Linked DNA regions of Mus musculus: regions 2, 3 and 4 are each linked to region 1. Evidence: chromatin contacts called from public HiChIP or PLAC-seq and promoter capture Hi-C data. All regions are on one chromosome and are shown on one strand. The core of a region is the stretch at or near the end of the contact, and the rest is flanking DNA. Distances in the headings are between cores, read along the strand shown.

Evidence for each region. Promoter capture Hi-C pulls out the DNA fragments that hold promoters and counts their contacts. HiChIP or PLAC-seq counts read pairs in DNA pulled down with a chosen protein or histone mark.
Region 2: an H3K4me3 HiChIP or PLAC-seq map of embryonic stem cells shows a contact between it and region 1, with 16 read pairs. The contact joins the enhancer-like site here to the promoter of Frrs1l in region 1. A contact is called at or near these places in 12 of 39 promoter capture datasets (the 3T3-L1 cell line, 3T3-L1-derived adipocytes, the C10 cell line and 7 more), 1 of 484 Hi-C or Micro-C datasets (embryonic stem cells), 3 of 115 datasets of contacts at active chromatin or transcription factors (all in embryonic stem cells) and 3 of 9 other capture datasets (adipose tissue, embryonic stem cells and liver).
Region 3: a promoter capture Hi-C map of liver shows a contact between it and region 1. The contact joins the enhancer-like site here to the promoter of Frrs1l in region 1. A contact is called at or near these places in 15 of 39 promoter capture datasets (the 3T3-L1 cell line, the C10 cell line, cranial neural crest and 8 more), 2 of 484 Hi-C or Micro-C datasets (brown adipocytes and differentiating embryonic stem cells), 5 of 115 datasets of contacts at active chromatin or transcription factors (the 230-238 cell line and embryonic stem cells) and 2 of 9 other capture datasets (adipose tissue and liver).
Region 4: a promoter capture Hi-C map of neural stem cells shows a contact between it and region 1. The contact joins the promoter of Epb41l4b here to the promoter of Frrs1l in region 1. A contact is called at or near these places in 19 of 39 promoter capture datasets (the 3T3-L1 cell line, 3T3-L1-derived adipocytes, the C10 cell line and 11 more), 1 of 484 Hi-C or Micro-C datasets (embryonic stem cells), 6 of 115 datasets of contacts at active chromatin or transcription factors (embryonic hindbrain, embryonic stem cells, forebrain and 1 more) and 3 of 9 other capture datasets (adipose tissue, embryonic stem cells and liver).

The regions. Positions count from the first base shown.
Region 1 is chr4:56,987,844-56,993,199 of GRCm38.p6, forward strand. It overlaps Frrs1l (ferric-chelate reductase 1 like), which reads right to left and starts at 2,548. Exons shown (of 5, transcript NM_001142965.1): 1 at 2,191-2,548. The coding sequence starts at 2,428. It overlaps Epb41l4b (erythrocyte membrane protein band 4.1 like 4b), which reads right to left. Exons shown (of 25, transcript NM_001355492.1): 25 at 4,129-5,356.
Region 2 is chr4:57,200,311-57,205,666 of GRCm38.p6, forward strand. Ptpn3 (protein tyrosine phosphatase, non-receptor type 3) reads right to left here. Exons shown (of 26, transcript NM_001384115.1): 22 at 4,597-4,743. Among named protein-coding and RNA genes, the nearest start is that of Gm12530, 31 kb to the left of the region's middle. Within about 2 kb of position 2,576, at least 104 of the 459 cell types and tissues checked have an H3K27ac peak or open chromatin away from gene starts, as enhancers often do. A contact at or near this core is called in adipose tissue, embryonic stem cells and stem cell-derived epiblast-like cells, where this site is marked.
Region 3 is chr4:57,172,854-57,178,209 of GRCm38.p6, forward strand. It overlaps Gm12530 (predicted gene 12530), which reads left to right. Exons shown (of 5, transcript NR_040669.1): 2 at 349-463; 3 at 1,606-1,861; 4 at 2,103-2,230; 5 at 2,556-3,701. Among named protein-coding and RNA genes, the nearest start is that of Gm12530, 3.5 kb to the left of the region's middle. Within about 2 kb of position 2,793, at least 14 of the 459 cell types and tissues checked have an H3K27ac peak or open chromatin away from gene starts, as enhancers often do.
Region 4 is chr4:57,140,158-57,145,513 of GRCm38.p6, forward strand. Epb41l4b (erythrocyte membrane protein band 4.1 like 4b) reads right to left here and starts at 2,999. Exons shown (of 25, transcript NM_001355492.1): 1 at 2,691-2,999. The coding sequence starts at 2,996. LOC108168956 reads right to left here and starts at 4,494. Exons shown (of 2, transcript XM_017320489.1): 1 at 4,449-4,494; 2 at 3,101-3,834. The coding sequence starts at 4,494. The coding sequence ends at 3,101.

The sequences.
Region 1 (5,356 bases), core at 1,298-3,797:
GGCCTTCATAAAACCTGCTTATACAGTTCATTCTTTCCATGTATGTAAACAGACACAGAGCCTGGCTTGTTCTTCCTTAGTTGAGAATATATGTGCTCACATACTACCTTTAAGTCACTTGGAAGGACAGACTGGTTGTGTAAGGGAGAAATACGGACTACGTGCTTTCAGAAAAATATGCTTAGGAATATTTAACCTCTCCCAGAGTGATAGATTCTGTTTAGTGTGTTGTTCCTCACACCATTTGCTCCTTTTTCCAGGGCTCAGGGGTGCCTGGCCTCCCTTGCAGCTAGGACATTACTTAATTATGCTTGTAATTGCCAAAGACTATGAGAAGAGACGATCTATGCAAGCAGCCAAAAAACGATAATTACTTATCCTAAACTTCTCTTTTCCATTTCTTCAGTTGTGTGTGTGTCTGTGTGTGTGCATGCACATGTCATGTGTATGTGTGACTATGGATGGGCGTATGCCACACATGCTCCGAATGTGGAGATCAGAGGACAGCCTCAGATGTCAGGTCTCTCCATCCATCCGGAGATAGGGTCTCTTGTTAGCTGCTGCATATCAGATGGCCCACATGCTCCAATGATTCTATTGTCTCCATGTCCCATAGCTCCACAGGAGTACTGGGATTACAGACACAGGAGCTACTGTACCTAGCTTTACATGGGCTCCAATGCTCTGAACTAGGGTTTGTGAGGCAAGGGCTTTACCAACTGCGCCATCTCTCCAGCACCCTACCATCAATTTTGAACAAAGACATACAAGCCACCAATCTTCTATTACAGAGATGAGGACAAGGTCTTAAAGGATAGTAGAGCAACAAGATGGAAGGCACGTAGGTCCCTGAGTGACAACATGGAGTAGAGTTGCTTCATCAGCCCTTGAACAGCCAGAGTCGAGGTCACTAAGTGTGTGTGTGTGTGTGGGGAGGGGTGGTTCAGCAGTCTCTATTTAATAAATATATTTCCAATATTATTGGAAATAAATATATTTCCAATTCATTCTCTCCACCTTCCTTAATATAATAATTGTATTATTTTGAAGTGGATACTGTATGTCTTTTTTAGCTACAAGATTACCTGTCCCCAACTCCTTTACAGCTATGTGTGACCACATGGCTAAGAAACTAAAATCATTCTATGGAACTTCTATCAGAGTAGCATCCTTAATAAGTAGGCAGTCAGTATTTTCTCCCCACTTTGTCTTTTTCACCCTCTGGAAAGTGAAGGTAGTGAGTGGGGTTCAAGCAGCTACTTGGGGTCATTAAGCTATAAGCTGAGAATTACGAAGGAGCAAAAGGTCCCTAAGACTGGAGACTTCATGCCAGCTTTGGATTGTGGGGCTTCTAGATTTCCTTGTGTGAGAGAGAAAATCCTATCTTATTGATGATATTAACATTTGTATGCTGCGTATAGCTGAACCTCATCCTCATTAAGAGATATATCCACGAACAGATAACCTCATTTCAACCCTCAGCTTGATTCTTGGCTCCTCTTTGCCAAGCTTTCCGAAAGCTGCGGAAGTAAGAGACCAGTTTCCATTCCTTTTATCAGAATGGCTTTGCCTTTTGTACTCTTTGAAACAGCTCCTCAGGGAAGCTGGCGAAGAAATCTCAGTCTCTGGGCCCAGATGGTCCCAACAATGGTGGCTCACACTAGGAGACTACAAGTGTGGTAGCAGCAGATGTGGGGTGGACTGGGGAGGGAGCTATGACCCATCTCTGGCGCCTGGGCAATGAAAGATGGAGCGACAGTACCTGTAAATTTAGGTTATTCCAGACCTACCAGGAGGTAATTGTGCAACGGTTGTCTCTAAGTTGGGTTTTCTGCTTCCCGCCTGCTGCCCTGGGCTCCGGAATTCTAGTCCAGATGGCGCCTCCTCCATTGCAGGAGAATGGAGGAGGCCAGACGCTGAGAACTAGGGGAGCATAAGCTTAGCACCTTCTATCCACAGCCTCGCAAGACTTGAGACTGACTCTCCCGGCCCTAGTCTCCCCACGTGTAAAGAGGGGAGCGGGCGCTGACAGCTCCTCCAGACTTCCCTCCTACAGGCTGGGTCAGAGAGCCGGGCTCCCTACTCTAGTCTCATCTGTGCCCATCTGCCTCCACTGACACCTTTGCGGACCCTTCCTGCGCCCCTCAACCTCCCACCCCCAGGTCGCCCCTCACCCTCTGGTAGCCTCACCCTCCTCTGACAGGTAGCGCAGGTCGTAGAACTCGCTGGCGAAGGTGCCGTAGGAGGAGTCGTGGCGCGGCACTGCCTCGTCCGCGCCCGCGTCCCCTCGCGCGCGTCCCCGGGGTCCCCGGCCCCCCGGGCCCGCGCTGTCGTCCGCGGGGCTGGCATCGCAGGCAGCGATCCCCGCCAGCAGCAGTCGCAGGAGCAGTGGTACCCAGGCCGGGCGCCGCAGGGGTTGCCCCGCCATCGCTGCGCACGGATCCCGCAGCCAGGCCGCTCCGGCCGCAGCGGGGACCCCGCGGGCGCGGGCCGGGACCGAGCCGCCGCCAGCACGCGCCGCGCAGCCGCGGAGCGCCCGCACCCGCCGCCTCCCTGCCTCGCTCTGCGCATCCTCGCTCCAGCCCCGCAGCCTGCCCCCGTCCGCTCAGCATCACCCCCTCCTCGCCTGACGCTCCTTCTTCGCGTCCTTCTTTCTATTCTCCCCATCGCCCAGTCGCCTCCAGATTTGACCTTTCTGGTCCCTGGGTGCTTAGTGTGGCCCGCTGATCTACAACATCAGCACCACCTGGGAGCTTGCTTGTATCGCTTCAGGCCCCACTCTGGATACACAAAGCAGAATTTGCTCTCTTACTCAAATCCCCAGCATCCAGTTTCCACACCTTATTAGAATGACTGTCGCCAACATCTTGCTCCTGCAACTTTTCGTCCGGAGAAAAAACTTACTAGACTCATAAATTTCTCTGGATCATCACAGAAGGAAGATGAAATCACAAACTCCCACTATCTACGTAGTCAAGCAGATATCAGAGACAGTGTGGAAAGTGTAACTTAAGACCTTGGCAAAAGCCACAAGTGCTGGAGTATAACCTGAGCCTTTCAAACTAGGCAAATGGTTTACCCAATTTCCCCAGAAGCAAAGTGCACAGACATTAAGTGAGCTAACCATGTCTGATAAGCACGACGAATCTCCACGTTTTCACATCAGCTTGTAAGACACTGCATTATTTATCTGGCCATTCATTTGCTCAATTATATACACAGATCCCAGGTTTGTCTTTAAATGACCCTTGTTGGGGTGGTGACAACTAGTTGTCTTCTGCAAGAAATAGTGACACTATCTCTTCCTCGATGCTACTTCAGAACCTTGCATGTAAACCTTTCTTCTGGTTCTTTTTTTTAAAAAAATGCATAAAGTAAGGAAACTGCTACTGAGGCAGAAAAACAGATTCCAAATGCACACCTAGAAGTCAGACTGCCTGGGTTATCAATAATGACCAGTGATCACTAATTCCCAGGATGTAGTGCATATTAAATAAGACCATGTAGGGAAAGGGTTGTAGGGTTCAATGTCACTGATGTCATAACCTTGCACAGAACTATGAAATACTGAGAAGCCAGTAATTTCAACTGATTTTTAGCCCAGTGGCTGGAAGACATGGGAGCTGTATCGGGATGGGAGATGCCTTGGGAAATCCAAAGGCCAGCTGTTCATTATTGTATATAGCCGACAGGTCATCAGAAGTTAACTATGTTAATCCTGCCAGGGTCTCACACTGAACCTGAAGCTCACCTCAGCTATGCAGGCTGGGCTGGGAGCTTGGGATCCCCCTGTCTTCCCAGCACTGGTATTATCGACATGCTGCCGCATACTGTTTTTTATTTGGGCATCAGGGATTTGAACTCAGGTCCTCATGTTTGCACAGCCAGTACTTTACTAACTGAGCAGTCTCCTGAACCCGGACCTTGCTGGATTTACCTGTCTAGTGAATCCCTAGGATCCACCTCCCTCTGCTTTCCACCCCAACACTAGGGTAATAGAGAAATGCTGCTGTGCCAGGCTTTTATGTAGGTGCCCAGGGTCCCAACTTCATTTCATACAGCAAACACATCACCCACTAACCCATTTCCCAGTCCCAGTTAGTCACTTTTAAAAGAAGAAGCATTTAATTTCATTTTCATTTTTAAAAGACAGACAACCTTTATTTCTCTTCTCATCAAAATAATTTCTCAAAAGGACCTTTTTTTTCTGTTATAAAACATCCCCAGATTAGTGCTACCATTCAGTATCCAACCAGGAACAGATGTGCCCTGCCTCTGACCGCCTGGTGTATGTCATTTTTCACTTTGAATTTCATAAGATATAAAAGCTGTGATCTTGGAAGTCCCTCAGAAAGTTAAACATAGAGTTGCCATATGATCTGGCAATTCCAAGAGGACCCAAAACATATGTTCACACAGAAAAATTTGTGTATGACTGTTCATAAAATTATCGTTCATAATAGCCCCAAAGCAGGAGCAACCCAAACATCTGCCAACTGAATAAATAGATAAACAAAACATAGCATCCTCATCATCTCCATTATTCAACCACAAAGACAGAATGACGTCCTGATACATGCGATAACACAGAGGAACCTTGAAAACATGGTTAAATGAGAGAAGCTGATCATGGAAGCCCACATACTATATGATTCCAGTTATATGAAGTGTCCAGAATAAGCAAATTCATAATCAGAAACCTACAGGCCAGGGTAGGGGTGGTTAGTGGTTGCTAGGGGGTGGTTAGTAGTTGCTAGGGGAGGGGCAGAGTCACAGGTCAGATTATGTTTGCCCTGCATCATGGACACGCTGAAAGACACTGAGGTACACACTTTAAAATCACTAAAATGGTGGGTTTTAGTCCAAGACTTTAAAGGTCTGTGATCTTTGAAATGGTGAATGATAACAGCGATATCAGAACCTTCCTGTGCTCTTTGGGAAAATAACATTCCTGATGCACCCTGGTGGGAATTTCTGAAGACCAAAGGCTTCCTTTCTCACACCCAAAGATCTGTGCTGTCCCTAACCTGTCAACTCTATGAGTTGAGGGTACCAGACCTTTGCAGTAACATGCCATGACTTCCCAACTAAGAGTCTGAGGCCATGCTGTACAGTCCCAGCTCTGTAATGATCATGTTAGCAGACTCTCTCCTCTCCTCTTGAATCCACAGTGGGTGGTTGTGTTACCCTCTAGTGCTGTTGTTTGGGTCTAAAGCAGACCAAGAAGGTAATAATTGCACAACTCCTTATAGTCACTGTGAGCTCCCCCAGGGCAGCTTTGCTGTCTCAGCACCCACCATACATTTAAGTAGGCAGAAGATAAATGGCCACTGCGGCCACTCCTCTCCTTGGGATG
Region 2 (5,356 bases), core at 1,326-3,825, 210 kb after region 1:
CTTGGAGGCTCAGATTCACCCCATGTCAGGTCACAAGAACTATGGGGACAGAGCCTAGATTTCATTCCAGGTTGATGCCCTCCGAAGGGACAAGTGCACGGCAAGGCTGTGAGGAGATGAGAGGAAATCTGCTACCATGGGGGAAGCAGGTTGCAGAAGGACAAGGACCACTATAGCTGGCTGGTGGGCCATAGGCTACAGGCTACAGGTGGTCCATAAGGACTCAGAATGCTGTCTCCACAAGGATGCAGTCACAGGTTGACTCTTTTCTTACAGTCCCAGCCATCTGATCACTCTGAGACAAGGGGTGGGGAAGGAAGGATGCCACTGAATGACTTTGGAAAGGAAGAGCTCTAGGGAACCAGCAGATCATGCTGAAGGCTGAGCTTTTGGTTGAGGAAGACTGCTGTTTCAGGAAGATGCATCGGACGGGGTTGTGGGAGAGGAGAGCCGTGGGCCCAAGCAAGAAGGCTGTATCATCAGCACTTGATTTCTTGCTAACTTAGTTGGTCAACAAGCATCCCTGGGGAGGGTTGGATGAGTCAGAGACATTAGGGCATTATCTAGCCTCTGGATGCTTTCCAATCCAGCCAAAGTAATGCAGGAAGAAAGAACAGACACGGGTGGGGGCAGGTGAGGCAGGAGTGGACAGAGTAGGAAGGGCGTTCAGACTGAAGGTGTATGACAGACGATGCAAGGACAGATCATTCAAGCCAAAGAAAAGGAGGCAGAATGTGAAGGGTCTCCTGGGCACCTAGGGGACAAAAGACCACTCAGCAGAGCCACACAAAGGATACAAGTTGGTCTGGGACCATGCAACATTCTGCTCTGTGCATCTATAAGCCATACAGGGCATACAGGGCAGGGCAGGAAATGCTGGACCAACCAACCCTCTGGCAAGGCCCAGCTGAAGGAAATGTGAATGGACTAGTGTATGAAAACTGGACGACTGAGCTGCTGCTTTTGCCGTGGGAGACAAAGAGGAAGGTTCTGGGATTAGGCAGGGACAAGAGGGACACAGTGGGCGTCATGTGTGCCAATGGCATTAAACAGTGAGTGGATGAACTGAAGAGAAAGGAGAGCTAAGACCTGCTCCAGATGGCTGGCATAAGTACTTAAGTGGATGTGTGCCTGTGGCTCAGACGTGGGCTCATGTAGCTGGGCTGCATATGTGCACATGTGTGCACACGAGGGGCTAGGGTGGTGGCTTTGGGATCCTCTTACAGGACAGCACTAGGTAGATGTGTCCAAGCAGAAAGCAAACAGCTGGACTTGGGGTCGAACCTTCCAGGAGGACACCGAAGGGCACCAGGAAACTAACCAGATTCAGAAATAAGTTCCACGGGGAGGGAGCCATCCATCTAACCTACCTGTGCACCTTCTCAAGCACATAGAGAGCAGGAAGGAGGTCTGTGCTACCCCAGACCTCTTCTTGGTAGCCTCATGGTAGTCGTGGGCTTTACTGCTTGCTACTCAGAGCAAACCCACTGCCTCTGGTCCAGCGAGACAGTGGGACTCTGGGAGCCTAGTCCCTAGAAATTCATCCCAGTACTCAGAACCACCCAAGAGATATAGGCATTGTGCTTTGTGGCGGCGTGGGAACTGGAGCCTTACAGTCCTATTCAAAGCCTGTGCGTCAACTGACTGGTGGGATGGAAAGGAAGATTATACACATTATTCATGTGTAGGTATAAAATATAGCTCCTCCAAAGGCAGGGGGTGGGGTGGGATGGGGTCAGACATCTGATAGAAGGCACTGGCTTTCCCAACTGAAAAGCGATCCATCTAAGAAGAAACCCCCATGTAGTCGACAGAGAACCTAACCAAAATAAGGACCTGGGTCAGTGACCCTGCAGGCTCTGCAGACTCTTCAGGGGGCTGGCTCCCTACGACTCAGGGCAGCACAGGAAGGGCACTGGACTCTAGTGTGAGCCTACTGGGAGACCCACTTAGGGCATGGCATAGGGGCAACAAACAGGACGTCCTGGAAAGTTGATCTTACATCAAAGGAGGGGCAAAGCCATTCACCTGGAATGACTGAGTCGGAAGTGGGCGTGGACTGGGGCTGAGGAGAGAGGGCACAGGTCACCGGAAAATCTGTAACCGGAGAGGGAAGCAGGCACCCGGGATTTTTGAAGAACAGGTTTCTAAAATGTTGGCAGGGCCAGAGATGCTGAAGGGATGGGCAGGCCTCATGGGAACTCTCAAATGCATGATGAAGTTACAGTAAGAAGAAAAGACTGGGAAACAGAGAAACAGGCTGGGTCACAAGGAGAACTCAGATGACAGGAAAGAGCGGCTGCAGCCGGGAGCTGGAGAGGCAGGCCCTGGAAGAGCAATGGATGAGGGTAAGGTTTCTCGTAAAAAGCTTTTCTTCCCTGACCTGGAACAAGCAAATCAAGGGAAGTTGGGGTTGCCACTGGGCAGCGAATCTGTCACCTGCATTCCTTCAGGGGCACCCTGTTCTGAAAAGAATGACTGTCTAACTGGAAAGGGGAGAGTGAACTATCAAACAGCAAGCAGCCTGACACCAGCAAGCCAGCCTTGGTGCTGAGTCACTGGGTGGATTCGGGTGTCAGCTCTGAAGAATTGCATCGTGAGCTCCAAGACCTCAGGGGACAGCAGAGAGTCAGCTCCACACACTGCTCCTGAGGAAATGTGATGTTTGAGCACCGAAGTTTCAGAATACAAGGCCGAGTAAAGGCAGACAGAGCACAGAATATCTGTGACCAATAACACACTAGAATCAGAGACTGCCAGATATGGGGACAGATTCTTTTTTTTTTTGTGCATGTCAAGTGACTCACTGTGTCACCAAGGAAGCCTGCGCCTGGGTCTAGGGCCACTTGAACATTCCAAACCTGACACTTGTGATCTGTTTTCACAACACAGACCAGGGAACGAGATCAGTGTTGCTGGCCTCAGGGGCAGGGCTTAGGAGAGAAGAACACCTGGGCTTTCCGAACAAGGTTTTACATTTGTTTTGTTGGTGCACTTTGAGAAAAAGAAGTCTCAATGTAGCTGACGTTGGCCTTGAACTCCTGATCCCTGTACTTCTTTCTGCCTTTCAAGTGCTGGCTTACAGGTGTTTGCCATCGTGCTTGGCTCTGTTTAGCTCTTTTTGAGACTTTTACACATACTTTTACCTTTGGCAAACGATACTGGATTTATGTCTAAGAAACACTAAGAAAATAAACGTTAATAACACTAAAGCAAAAAAAAAAAAGTTAGTATGAAGAAACTAAAACTATGAAACAAATGCAGTCATTAAGGTATATCCAAATTGATGCTATTGGGACTGCTGGCTAACATGTGTACAGCATTAATGGTGATCACTTGGGTGTGACAGCACATGTGTTCTCTTCTAGCACCTGAGAGGACTGAGACAGGAGGATTAACATCAGCTTGGTGTATAGAGTAAAACTCATTCCCCCCAAACAAAACAAAATCCACACAAATAATAGCAATAACAACAACAAAATGAACATGTACCAAGCACTCTTCAGAGGCTTCCCGTAGCAGCCAGCTCAGTGCCCCACAGCCCTGAGAAATGGGTGATATTTTTCTTAATCACACAGGTAGAAGGGACAGCGGGGACTGACCCTGGCTGGCTGGCTGGCGGGTCCACCTTCTTACTCACAATGCCAAGTAACCTGATTGATGGACGGAGGCACTTTAGGAAAACAGAGGGTGCAGTCCTGTGAGCTAGCTTAGGGAGCTGGGAGTCTCTAAGTTCAAAACAGGGCCCAGCAACTCCACCTCTTATTCAAACAAAACCAGAGAAGAATGAGGCTTTCAGACAAAGATCCGAGCTGAGCTGGAGAGCATGGGAATTCCAGCTGCACTGCAGACAGTCTCTCACGATGAGGGGGTAGGCAAGATGGGAACCGGGGAGGTAAGAACAGATGCTAGGATTAGCAGGCACCCTTCGAAGCATCCTCTCAGTGCCTCAGAGAACCAGCATTCAGGAAGAGATTTCTGCTGTCCCTTGGGCACTACAGTTTTCTATCCTGATTTGTGGGATGAGAAGAGACTCTGGCTAATCTGTGAGTGACAAGAAGCTGGGAGTCAAGGCTACAGCAGAGAAGCGAGGCATCTGAAAGCGCTAAACTCCAACGATGATGATGATGACGTTTGGGGGACACTGGAAACCCGTAGTCCTCTGAGCTCATTATATATACTTTCCAGCTTTCCCCAGTCCTCCCAATGTGGTGGGCGCTGTTACCATCTCTACTACACATTCAAGAAAGTGATTCAGACAGCCTAATAACTTACTCAGGAGGAACTATGTTGTCAGCCCAGTCCAGCCCAGTGTTGGATAAAGATGCCAGGAGCCAAGGGCATGTATATCAGAGGGAAGAGACATTGCCTCGGCAGACTACAGTCTTAATTGTGTGAGATGAGACATTGATCACAGGCAGGGAGAGACACAGGCGACATAGGGGTTTCATAGATGTATGTGAGGACGTAGGCAGGAAGAGGACTTTCTCATCACTGCAGGTGTCCATTGGAGATTTATAGGTCGGTAGGAGGCCCTTTCCAGCCCTGAGACTCATGTTCCCCAATGGCACGGTAACTGGAAAGGAAGCCACTTACCCGCCCTCGCTCGGTGAGAGTCGTCAGCATGACAACAAGAGACAACTTCTGATCCCAGACAACTTGCCAAAACTGTGCACAGGTGTTTGGCAGCGGTCCCTGAGTGGCAATGTACTTGTTCACAAGGTTAGCAGCGGGCATCTCCATCTGTTGGGAGAGCAGGAAGGTTATTATCGTTAGACTGTTCACTGGCGAAGGTGAGCAGGACTCTCCGTTTACACCTTCCTAATAGCTTAGCTGAATCCTACCAGAAAAAGATCTTATCCACTCACAGTCAGAAAGGAAAAAAAAAAAAAAGGTGCAGCAAAAAGCCGCTTCCAAATTTCACCATAATGTGACAGAGCAGTGAGTGAGACTTCTGAGAGAACCAGTTTTTACAGAGGGTACTTCTGCAAAGTCATGGTTTAGCACATGAGGGCCCGAGCGGCCAGTTCTGCTGCCTGGCTAGCTAAGGGTAGTTTTCAGTGTGGTCGATTACAGTTTGCTGCTTCTGGCTTTAAGTGGAGAAATCTAATCAAGTAAGCTGTCCATGATGAATATGTCTCCACAACAGGCCAACCTTTTCTTTTACTCCTCTTGGGTTATAATACACACACACACACACACACACACACGTATATGTATATATATATGTATATACGGAGGAAGTGTTTCTTTGACTTAGAGGCAGAGGGACACTAATATCACACGGGCAAAACACAGAAAGTTACCAACACACCGGCAGCAGAGGGAAATGCCAAGAGCCTGGTATATCAGCAGG
Region 3 (5,356 bases), core at 1,543-4,042, 190 kb after region 1:
GAGAAGAGAAAGGAGAGAGGAAGAAAGGAAGGAAGGCAGGCAGGCAAGCAAGCAGGTGGGGGTGGAGAGGGTGGTCGGGAAAGGCTTCTTTGTGTTCATGCCAAGTCCAGCATAGGTTAGGAAGCCTTTTTCTTCCCCGAGCCACACCATGTAGAGTGAATGTGTCATTGTTGCAATAGATAAAGAGACTTGGGGGAAACGTTTTGGCTCTTAACTGGGCCCAGAAGTAACACAATCACTTCCGCTCATGCTGACCAGAGCTGACCACATGGCCAGCCCTGAACTGATTTTGATAGAAGCTAAGAAACAGAAGGAACTCGAGATTGTTAACTGTTTCTGTCCCTGCAGATAAAGCTGTGTCCTCAGCAAGCAAGGCCAGTGCGTTTCACTACGACTCTGGACGGAAGGAACCAGTTTGACTTAAGATAGAACCAGCAATCATAGAGATTCCAAGGGTTTGGAGGTGGTCTTATCATATTTATTTGTGTGGTGAAGAAGACACATGCTTGCAACTGTACACATAGGGAGGTCACAGGACATGGGCCAGAGTCAGTTTTCTCCTGTACCAAAGTGGGACTTGGGGACCTAACTCAGGTTGTCAGACTTGATAGCTAGCGCCTTTACCTCTGAGCCATATTTATAGCCTGCTTGGGGGTATCTTTAATGATCAATTCCTAGAAATACAACTGAGCCTAGGGAAGGGTTCAGGATCAGGAAGGGTAAAGGCAAAAAACAGTGTCGTCTCTGGCCTCTGAAGCACTCTGAGAAGAAAGAGGGTGACTGGCTTTCAGAGTTATTCTTTATGGAGCAGAGGGATTCCTGAGCAGGGGACTTGCTTTTTATTAAGGAAGGAGTGGGAGGAAACACGTAGTAAATGTCTGCCTTAAGGCTTTTCCTTTAAATACATATTTATCTTCTTAAAGGTGTATGCTAGCTCCCAGCACGACTCTGAGTCTGAAGGTTAAAATGGGAGTTTGTTAAGTGAATAAAAAATTGAGGCCAGAGCTGGAGAGATATCTCAGTAGTTAGGGCTGGAGAGATGCCTTGGCCCTTAACAGCACTTGCCACCCTTGCGGAGTACCCGAGCTCGGTTCCCAGCTGATGGCTCACAGCTGTCTGTGAGGACACTTCCAGGGGATCCAATGTCTCTTCTGACCTCCTTGGGCTCCTGTACACACATGGTGCACACACATATACTTAGGCCCACACACTTAAAATAACACAGACACACACACACACTATGGTCATTTCAGATGCAAAGATGAGCTTAGTGTATGGCTGGGGAGGCTGTTCAGTGGTAAAGTGTTTGCCTACTGTGCTTGAGCCTCAAGTTTCTGGGTTTGATCCCCAGACTAGGGAAGAACATGTTCCTCTAAAGCTTTCATCTTTTCTTTCAGTTTGTAATTCTGCTCTGGGTTCTGCTTCTCCTCTCCTGCAGAAAGCTTTTTTTTTGTTTTGTTTTGTTTTTTGTTTCTCTCTCTCCTAGGATTTGAGTTTTCATCTTTTATTTAGGTCTGGGTTTCTTTTAGCATTTCCTATGGTGCAGATTTGCCCGGAGGGGAAGTCATCTTTTAAAATAAAAGAAATGGTTTTTGTTTTGTTTAGGACAGTGTCTTCTAAGTACCCAGGTACGATCCTCCTGCCTCAGCCTCAGGAGAGTTGTATTTCTGGCTGTACCTGTGAAGACGTTTTCCAGTGTGATGGTCACCATACTCTGCCACCTCTCTAATCTTAAGTCCCTGAGTGTATCTGGTTGTCCTTTCCTGTCAGGATTGCTTGTCAGGTCAAGCTCTGCACCTTGTTCATATGGAGCAACAGGCCCTGCTTAGCCTCATCTTGCTTCATATCCACCCAACAACTGGTATGTAGAACTTGGAAATTCTCTTAATTTTTTTTCTACTCCATTCTTTCTTTCCTTTCTGGGTCTTTAGTTCCAAATTCCTCAACCAATGCATGTTACAGTTACAGCTATGCAAAGACATGTATTGATATGATCTAACAGGTCCCTGATATTCCGGTGGCTTTTGTTTAAATTTCCTCTATTATATAGTTCCGATCTACCATTAAGTCTATTTATTTATTCCTTTGTTACTTCCTTTCAGCTTTGCTAAGGTTTGGATGAGCATCCCCCAAAGCTTCATACACAGAAATTTAATCCTCTTGGGAGACACGCAAGCTGGCACTGATTCTAACTGCACTGCTTAGAGCCGGGGACTTTGAAAAGTGATAGGTGAGCCTAGGTCATTAGTGTGGCACTCCCGTGGTTGACTTGTGGTGCTTTTATGAGATGAGAGAAAGGGAGGGAGGGAGGGAAGGAGAGATAGAGGGAAGGAGAGATGGGGGAGGGAGGGAGGGAGAGAAAGAGGACTCAATATAAGATATATGATAAGCCTCCCCCCTCCCCATTTAGAACTTGGTATCAGGTACTTCCCCTGCTCTCCATCTAATATGTTGGAATGGAGCCCAGGGTCTTTCAAGGCATGCCAGTCTACATTGAACTATACCCCAGACCTTACATGCCAGTGTCTTTACAAGTGCTTTCTTAATGCTTTCAGTCACGAGGACTGCGAGTCAGAGCTAGAGAAGCACTGGAGTGAGCTGTTCGCCCTCCCTTTTCTGTTTGACTTCTGCGAGACTGCTTCCTGTCAAGTCCAGCTTGCGTGTGTGACCTCTGGCCCTGCTGATGCAGCCTATAAGAGGACTCAAGACAATCGAAAGCTTTCAGGACCCAGTGACCATAGCTTCCGGGCCCAGCCTCCGAGTGTGTCCTTCACTTCTCCACACCCACTCATTACAGCCAAGGGCCTTCCAAATCCTTCTGCCCAGGAGGCACAAGACAGCCGCATACCCCATAGGCCTGTTTCCATCTGCGTTAATGTTCTCACAAGAGTCTTCTCACTGCCTGAGACGAGGGCAGGGGCACTGCTGTTGTGCTGCTGCTCAACATGGAAGCCACTGGGGCTCCCGTGGCTGTTTAAATTGAATAACATTTAAATTTTTAAAAAAATCTGTCAGTCATGCTTTATTTCATGTGCTCAGTGACCAGGCACAGCTAGAAGCTACTGCCTTAGAAAGAGTGGGTAGGGGACATGTACATCCATCATGGGGGAGTACTTGATACCAAGTACTAAACGGAGGGGAGTCTACCATACATCTTATATTGAGTCCTCTTTCTCTCGCTCCCTCCGTCCCCTGCTCTCTTCATCCTTTCTTCCCTTTCTTTCATCTCATAAAGGCACCAGGAATCAATCACGTGAGTGCCACGCTAAAGGCCTAAGGCTCACCTGTCACTTTCCAAAGCCCCCGACTCTCAGCAGTGCAGTTGGAATCAGAGCCAGCTCCAGTGCCTCACAAGGGGATTGCACGTCTGTAAAGTTTTGTCTTTCTCTTCGGTTAGCCACCGGAGCCACAGCGGCGTGGTGTGCGTGATCCTGTGTTCAACAAACAGGAGCAGAATGGCTGACATATCCATCTCCATCAGAAGGAGAAGAGAAGGAAGCCCTGAGAGTGAGTTACTTCCACGGGTGTACCAACAAATTTCAAGAATTCCAAACACAGACCATACCCAGCCCCTTCCCTGGCTGTCATCATGTGTCACCGACCTCTGATGGAAAGAGAGAGTCCTCATCAAAACAGCTTCATGACTTTCTCCCTCGAGATAAAAGGAATAGGAAGAGTTAAAAATAATGAAAAATTAAATGAAAAGGGCGTTTTTTTCCCCTCAGCCTGAAGGCTGGCACAGGCCGTACTCTGGGGTTTTTACTTTAGCTCTACAAACACTGGGACAGTTTTCAGTTCTTGGACACTTGACTCACTCCTCACGCCTGCTGAGGAAGTGTCTGAAGGTTGTGTTCGCCACACATTCCCACATAGATGCCTCACCCAAAAGATGGTGGTGTCAGGAAGTGGGACTTTGGGAGGCCATTACATCAGGAGAGCAGGGCCAATGGATTAGAGCTGAAGAGATTCAAGTTTCTCCCTTCCACTAGTTAAAGACACTGAAAAATAGGCATCAATGAACCAGGGAGGCTGGTGAAAACTGAGTGATTGCAACCAGAAGTGTTCTATCTGTGTATAAAAGAAGTCCAGCCACAGGCTCTGTGTTTGCCTAGGAAGATGGAAGTTGGGAGTTGTCTAGGGAGGAATAGAGGAAGGACAAGAAAAAGAAGTGGGTTGGGCAGTGGTGGCACACGCCTTTAATCCCAGCACTCAGGAGGCAGAGGCAGGCGAATTTCTGAGTTCGAGGCCAGCCTGGTCTACAGAGTGAGTTCCAGGACAGCCAGGGCTATAGAGAGAAACCCTGTCTCAAAAAAACGGGAAAAAAAAGTGCACATATTTACTTCAGACCATGTCCAGATGCGAGATCTGAAGTCACATTTGCTGCATGGCATGGGAATTCTAAGTGAAAACTTGATTAGAGCTGATAAAACGGAGGGAATCTGGGGGGTCTGTGAAATCTTAAGATAAGGATGGTTGTTAAAATTCCTTCCCAGAGGGAGATGTAAGCAACAGCTACCCCATCTCCTGAGGTGAGGGGTCACTTACAGTGGTGTGGGTGCTCCTCCAACCACAGACCAAACCTGGAAAGCCTTTACCCAGCAGGCATCAGGGCTTTCTGGCAGCCACATAGATGGAGGTCTGCCTCTCTCCCTGGCCTATGTACTTGAGCCCCTCCCTGAGGCCTTAAGTCAGAGTTGCACAGAATAGGTTAAAGATAGGGAGTGCCTAGGTCCTCGGGTGAGGCCTCATGACCCTCCCCACCCCTCTGTAAGGTGGCTGTAAACAGTCAACAAGCCCATCAGAGAAAATCGCTTTGCAGTTGGACCTGCGCCCCACCCAAGATGGTGTTTCCTCCTCTCAGAGACAGTCATTCACAACAGGACACTTCCACTGTCAGGGCTTTAAGGACTCAGAAATCTGACAGAGGGCCATTGAGATGGTTCAAGCAGTAAAGTCACTTGCCGCTAAAACTGACATCCTGAGTTTGATCCCCAGAGCTCACACCACAGTGGAAGGAGCAAAGTGATGACCGGAAGTTGTTCTCTGACCTCCATGGGCCTGTTATGGAACACATTCTTCCTTGCCAAGTAAATAAATGAGAGAGAGAGAGAGAGAGTGAGAGAGAGAGAGAGCTGAGTTTGTAATACATTTACACTACTGTGCAAAGAAATAAGCCACATACAGTTGGTAGCTGCAGCAATCAGGTTTTCTATCTCAAGAACTAGAAAATAGCATATTTGAAATCTCTGAAGAGATTAAACAGTCCTCAAGCCTAAGGCAAGAGCTGAACAGTAGGAGAACAGATAAGCTTGAAAACACCACAAATATTCATTTACATAGAAATTCTGGGAAAGAT
Region 4 (5,356 bases), core at 1,749-4,248, 150 kb after region 1:
CATTTCAAACATCAAAAAGTTCAGGAAATCCTTCTTTCCCGATACCCACCTTACATCCTATACCCCCCACCTGCCCATCCTTTCTCCTACTTCCAAATGTGTCTTCCAAGAGCCTCAAGGCCACTCCTCCCTGACCTTTGTGTTTACAGTAAGTGGCTCAGCACACTTGAGACACCCCATAAAGGGTGAGTAAGTGCCACAGCCTTGTCATACTTGAGTGTGTCACTGTGTCTGAGGCCATCCTGGAACACAAGTGTCTGTCCTGAGAGGAGCTAATATAAAAGATTTATGACAATACTTTACCATTTTGTACACTGAGCAAAGGACTTCTTGAATCTACCAGAGGGATTTAATTACAAAGGAGACATAGTTAGTCTGGCTAGTTCCCTGAGTCTTTATGGAAGGGATCCAATATAGAAGGAAGCTTAGGGGTACCAGGTCAAAGGTAAATCCTATCTGTGTGACAAGCAGCCAGGCAAGGCCATAGCCCAGAAAGCAGTAAAAATCCAGAGACAGAACAAGCACCCGTGGGGTCAAATGCCTAGAAGGAGGCACAGAAAGGGAATCCAGTAAAGTGGAACAGCACAAATGCCAGATTCACAGGGGAGCCACGGCCTGGCGCTAAACCGCTGTAACTGGGAGAATTAATTACAGGAACCAGCACTCCGATCTGGGAAGATTAGTGGAGGAGATTTACTGATGCGATTCCAATATCTAATAAATCTTTAAATCAATGAGCCATGTTCACTGGCAATTCTTCTCCATCTTTCCTCCCCGAGAGCTTACACGACATAGCCAGCGTTGATTTGCTTTTTATTTGTCTATGGACATGGTCATATGTCTGTTTTTATAGATAAAACTTGAGGTTCATTAAATCACACATTTTTTTTAAAAAAACATCAAAAAGATCTACCATCTGAAGGAAACCCGAGATGGAGGAATTCTTCTGTGCCCTTTTATAAAAAAAAAGGGGGGGGGGGAGAAGCCTTTTAGGAGGCCACTCTTCCCATCCCCCACGACCCCACCAGCTGCAGTCAGTCAGCTTCCCAACCTGTTCGTTTGTGTACCTGTTTGGATCTCTTTAGCACACAGGCACTTTACTCCGTTTGCAATTTTTCATCTCAGAAACACCACTTAAGCCTGTCGCACAAACCTGACAGTAGCAATACATTTTATAAGCCAATTATCCCTGGGGAACAGCCACGAAAACTACCAGGCAGGGAGCACCGACAAAGTTCCCGGGGGTATCATTCCTCTGCCAGATGCAAACTGCGCCACAGCCTCTCTCAACCCAAGCTGCCCACTCACCTAGCCTCTGCTCCCCGACTCGCAGGCTGCCTCTCTGCATCAGAGCTGGCGAGCCTCATTCTTGGGGAGCGGTGACATGCATGCTTTTTAAAAGACAACAGCTTTGGGCTGGGGAATGTTGGCACCTTTTCTATGAAAAGGCCTCGCGAGGATATTTTTGTGACAAAATGCTCTCCTATAGAGCACAGGAACCACAAAAATGAAACTACCATAAATTGAAGCTGTCTCCAAATTAACCCACAGGAAGCAGCATTAGAGCCTAGGCTAGCGAGGCTGATTTTTCCCATCTGAAACCCTTACAGGTTAAGTGTTCTCTCCTTAAATCCAACGAATTCCTACCACCCAGTTACAGACTGTCCGGAGGCCTAAACACTCCGGACAATCTGTAACTCATCTAAAGCTCAATTACTGCGGTGTCTTCAGTCATGCCCAAAGATTCCCGAAGGCACCGTCTGCCGCAGCGCAGTGGGCGCCCGTTAGTGCAGCGTTTGATAGGATCTGACTGGCCCCTTCGGCCAAAAAGGCTCTTTTGGCGGCTGGACTCCCTGTCGGAGACACTGGCGCTGGCCTAGCTTGCCACTGGAACTGGGCCCGGGTGCAACCACCTGTGGGTGTGTGAACCGGACGCAGGCCCTGGTGCTGCCACCCCGGGATGCCCTGAACGAACCACGCAAACTGCCGGGTGTGGGAGAGAGTGGGTAGGCCAGTCCAGAGGGGACCGGGGCCAACTCCCAGCACGCCAAGGCTTATCTCTCCGTTCAAAGCGGACCTGGCCTGAGTTGGCTCCCAAGTCGCTCCACTCCCTGCGAGGTTGTGAGCCAGGGAGCACTTTGGGATAGGCTCCCTATGGGGGCCATCCACGGGGAATCGGGAGAAGGCAGAGCGGCAAAACTGTTCCCTAAGCCTCTTCCCAAACTTGGGGCACCTGCTGAGCAGCAGGCAAGGATTTCTTCTCCACCAAGGCCTGATACCCAAAGCGGGATACCCCGGAACAGCCCTGCGTCGCTTGAAAAATTCTACTCAATCCAGCAGCCGAAGGCCAACATTGGCAGGGAATGCCAGCCACCTGCGCCAAGGGGAGGGGACGTAGGGACGTGTGCATGGGATAGCATGGGGTAGGAGTGAGGCACAAAAATCCTAGGTGGTCGCCAAAGAAGGGCGCCGCAACCCTGCGGTTGCAAGGTGCCAAAGACTGGGCCCCAGAGCATACCCGGGCTGGTGGTCTGGGAGGGTTCATGGCTGGGGAAGATTGGCAGAAGATGGGGGAGGGGTCCCCAAAAAACAGCCCGGGTAGCTTCCCAGAGAGAAAGAAAGACTGGGACAGGGGGTTCTGACCCAAGCAGAGCAGGCTGCTAGTGCCCCGCACGCGCCGCGTCACTCACCGGCAGGTCCACGCTCACTTCGGTTCCGTCGAGCAGGAAGACACGGCAGTAAAGGGTGGCCTTGGCAGCTCCCGAGGCGGAGATGTGCACAGCCGCGCCGCCGGTGAGCAGGGGCCCGCCGCCGGCCGGGAATACGCTGCCCCCGGGCGCGGCGGGCAGCACCGAGGAGCTGGCGGCGGCAGCCGGGCCCCCTCGCGGCCCCCCGTCGCGCTCGTCCCCCAGCCCGGCGGCCCCGCGCCCCGCCGCGCCCCGCGCGTAGCGCTGCATGGAGCGGCGGCCAAAGGTCCGGCGCAGGAACCGCAGCATCCTGGCCGGGGGCGCCCCCTGCCTCCGCCCCCTGCGCTGCCGCCGCGCCGCCGCCCGGGAGCGCCCGGCGCCGCCGTCAGTGCCCGCCGCGCCGCGCCGCCTCCCGCGGGCTGCGGCCCGGGGCTCGCTCCCGCCCCAGCCGAGGCCGCCGCCGCGCTCCGGCCGCCCGCGGGACGCGTCGGCCGGGCCAGCGCCCGCCGAGAGTAGCCGCGCGGGAGAGAACGCGCACAGGCGGCCCGGGGGACCGTCCCGCTGCTGTCGCCGCTGTCGCTGCCGCGCGCTTGGGGCGGTCGGTCGGTGCCGGCTGCTGCGTGGCCGCTGCCCCGCGAAGAGCGCCGCGGGGGGACCCGGCTGCGGGCTGCTCCCGCGCCGCGCGCCGGCCGAGGGCCAGCCGGAGCAAAGCGCCTGCGTGCTCCCGGCGCGCTCGCTCCCACTCGCGCCGCGCCCGGCCCGAGGAGGCCCCCGCCGAGCGCCCGCTCCCGGGGCGCCTTTTCCTGCGCCCGCAGCCCCCGCCTCCCACCTGGGAGGGCTGCACCTCCAGCCGCCGCCGCCGGCACTGCAGCACGCCCTCCTCCCCCGGGGCTGCGCCGGGCTTGTGCTGCCCCCTGCCGGCCCGAGCGCCCCCTGCTGCTGTAGGTGCGCTCACGTGCGTACACGTAGGTGAGCACACACGTGTTTCCGGGCGCGCAGGACCCCCTAGAAGTCCAAGAGTTCCTCCTGCTTGACCAGATGAAGAAAATAAGACTGTCTCCTTCCAGGGAAGTCTTACCCCTAGGGCAAAGAAAAACACGGCTCTTTCTGGAAGAAAAACAAAAACAAAAACAAAACACCAACCGTACTCAGTTTCTCCTTCTGCAGAAGTGGAGTAGGCGACCTAGAAGGTCCCTGCCACTTAATGAAATTCTATCTGCTTAAAATCTCAACCCTGGCTGGAGCTTTAACCTGCCAGTCCAACGGACCCGTTCCAAACAAGAAAATTGAGGCCTGCGAGGAGGGGAAGTACTTTTCCATACTCCTTTGGAGACACCCTGCTTCAAGGACCTCGCCCATGCCCAGAATTAAGGAAAGGTCCTGCATAAGCTATTGCTACTGAGAAGGTTGGTCAAGGTTGGACAGACTCCTGGGAAGCGAAGCAGAACATAAGAATGAATTGCATAGGGCACATGGAGCAAACTGGAGACAGCGAATTGCTAACAATCAATGCCCACAGGTTCAGGGTTTGCCCACAGACAAGTGAGTTGTCCTGTGTTGCAGAAAGGAATGTGGGAAATGAAGCTGAAAGGAGGCCAGGCCTTTGGGGAGAATAACACTACTGTTTATCAGGCCCTAATTTTGTGCCAGACATTACGGTAAGCCCTTTCCATATGTCTTAATTTAGCCTGTTAGCGTACAGGTTATTACCTGGATCATACAAAGGAGGAAACTGAGCTTTGGAGAGCTTAAGAGACTGACATACAGACTCATTGGGCTCCAGAGCTACTGGTGGAGCTTGTAACATGGTTGGCAAGCAAATGACAGTTTAAGAAAGAGTTGGGGAAGCAGTGACCTCAGCAAAGCACACAGAGAAGACAGGGGGTGAATGTAGGACTCATTCCAAAAGAGACATTTATTGAAAGCCAGGCATTGTCTTAGATTTCACCGTTTGCATCTTCATTACTCCTCATTCCAACTCTCCAAGACAGTTCTATGCATTCCCGTTCACTTAGATGGATTTAGAACTTAGGTTTGTAATATGCTTGCCCAAGGTCTGACAGCTGCCCCGAATTCATTCTCTGATATTATGGGGACCACCCATGTGACAGTTTACTCTGTAAAATGGCATCTACACAATAAACCATTGGATACCCACTCTGCCCTTTACCCCCACAACAAGATTGAACAGAAACTATGTACAAATTGGCATAGCCCAGGCCAGCTGACTAGTTTCTAAGGCTATCTCCAGGAATGCTGCAGCAGAGTAGCCACTCCAAGATGTCCACCTATGCATCTTGCATTTGCATCGTTGTGTTTCACTGTATGTAGCAAAGGTGGGCTTGGTTCTACGCTCGAGTTAAAAAGGTTGAAGTAGGGATTCATAACAGTAGCATAATTACAGTTAGGAAGCAGCAATGAAAATAATTTCATGGTTGGGGTCACCACAACATGAGGAACTGAATTAAAGGGTTGCAGCATTAGGTAAGAAGGTTGAGAACCACTGCTTAGAAGCAAGAAAGGTAAAGGGTGATTTATGCCCTAGGAAGTCTAGAAGGAATGAAACACTGGCTTCAGCCTGTAAGATCCACCTCGGCCTCTAGCATGGCAAAGTAACGCTTTAATGTTGTTTTAAGTCACTGTATCTGTGGTTCTCTACGTCAGCCAAA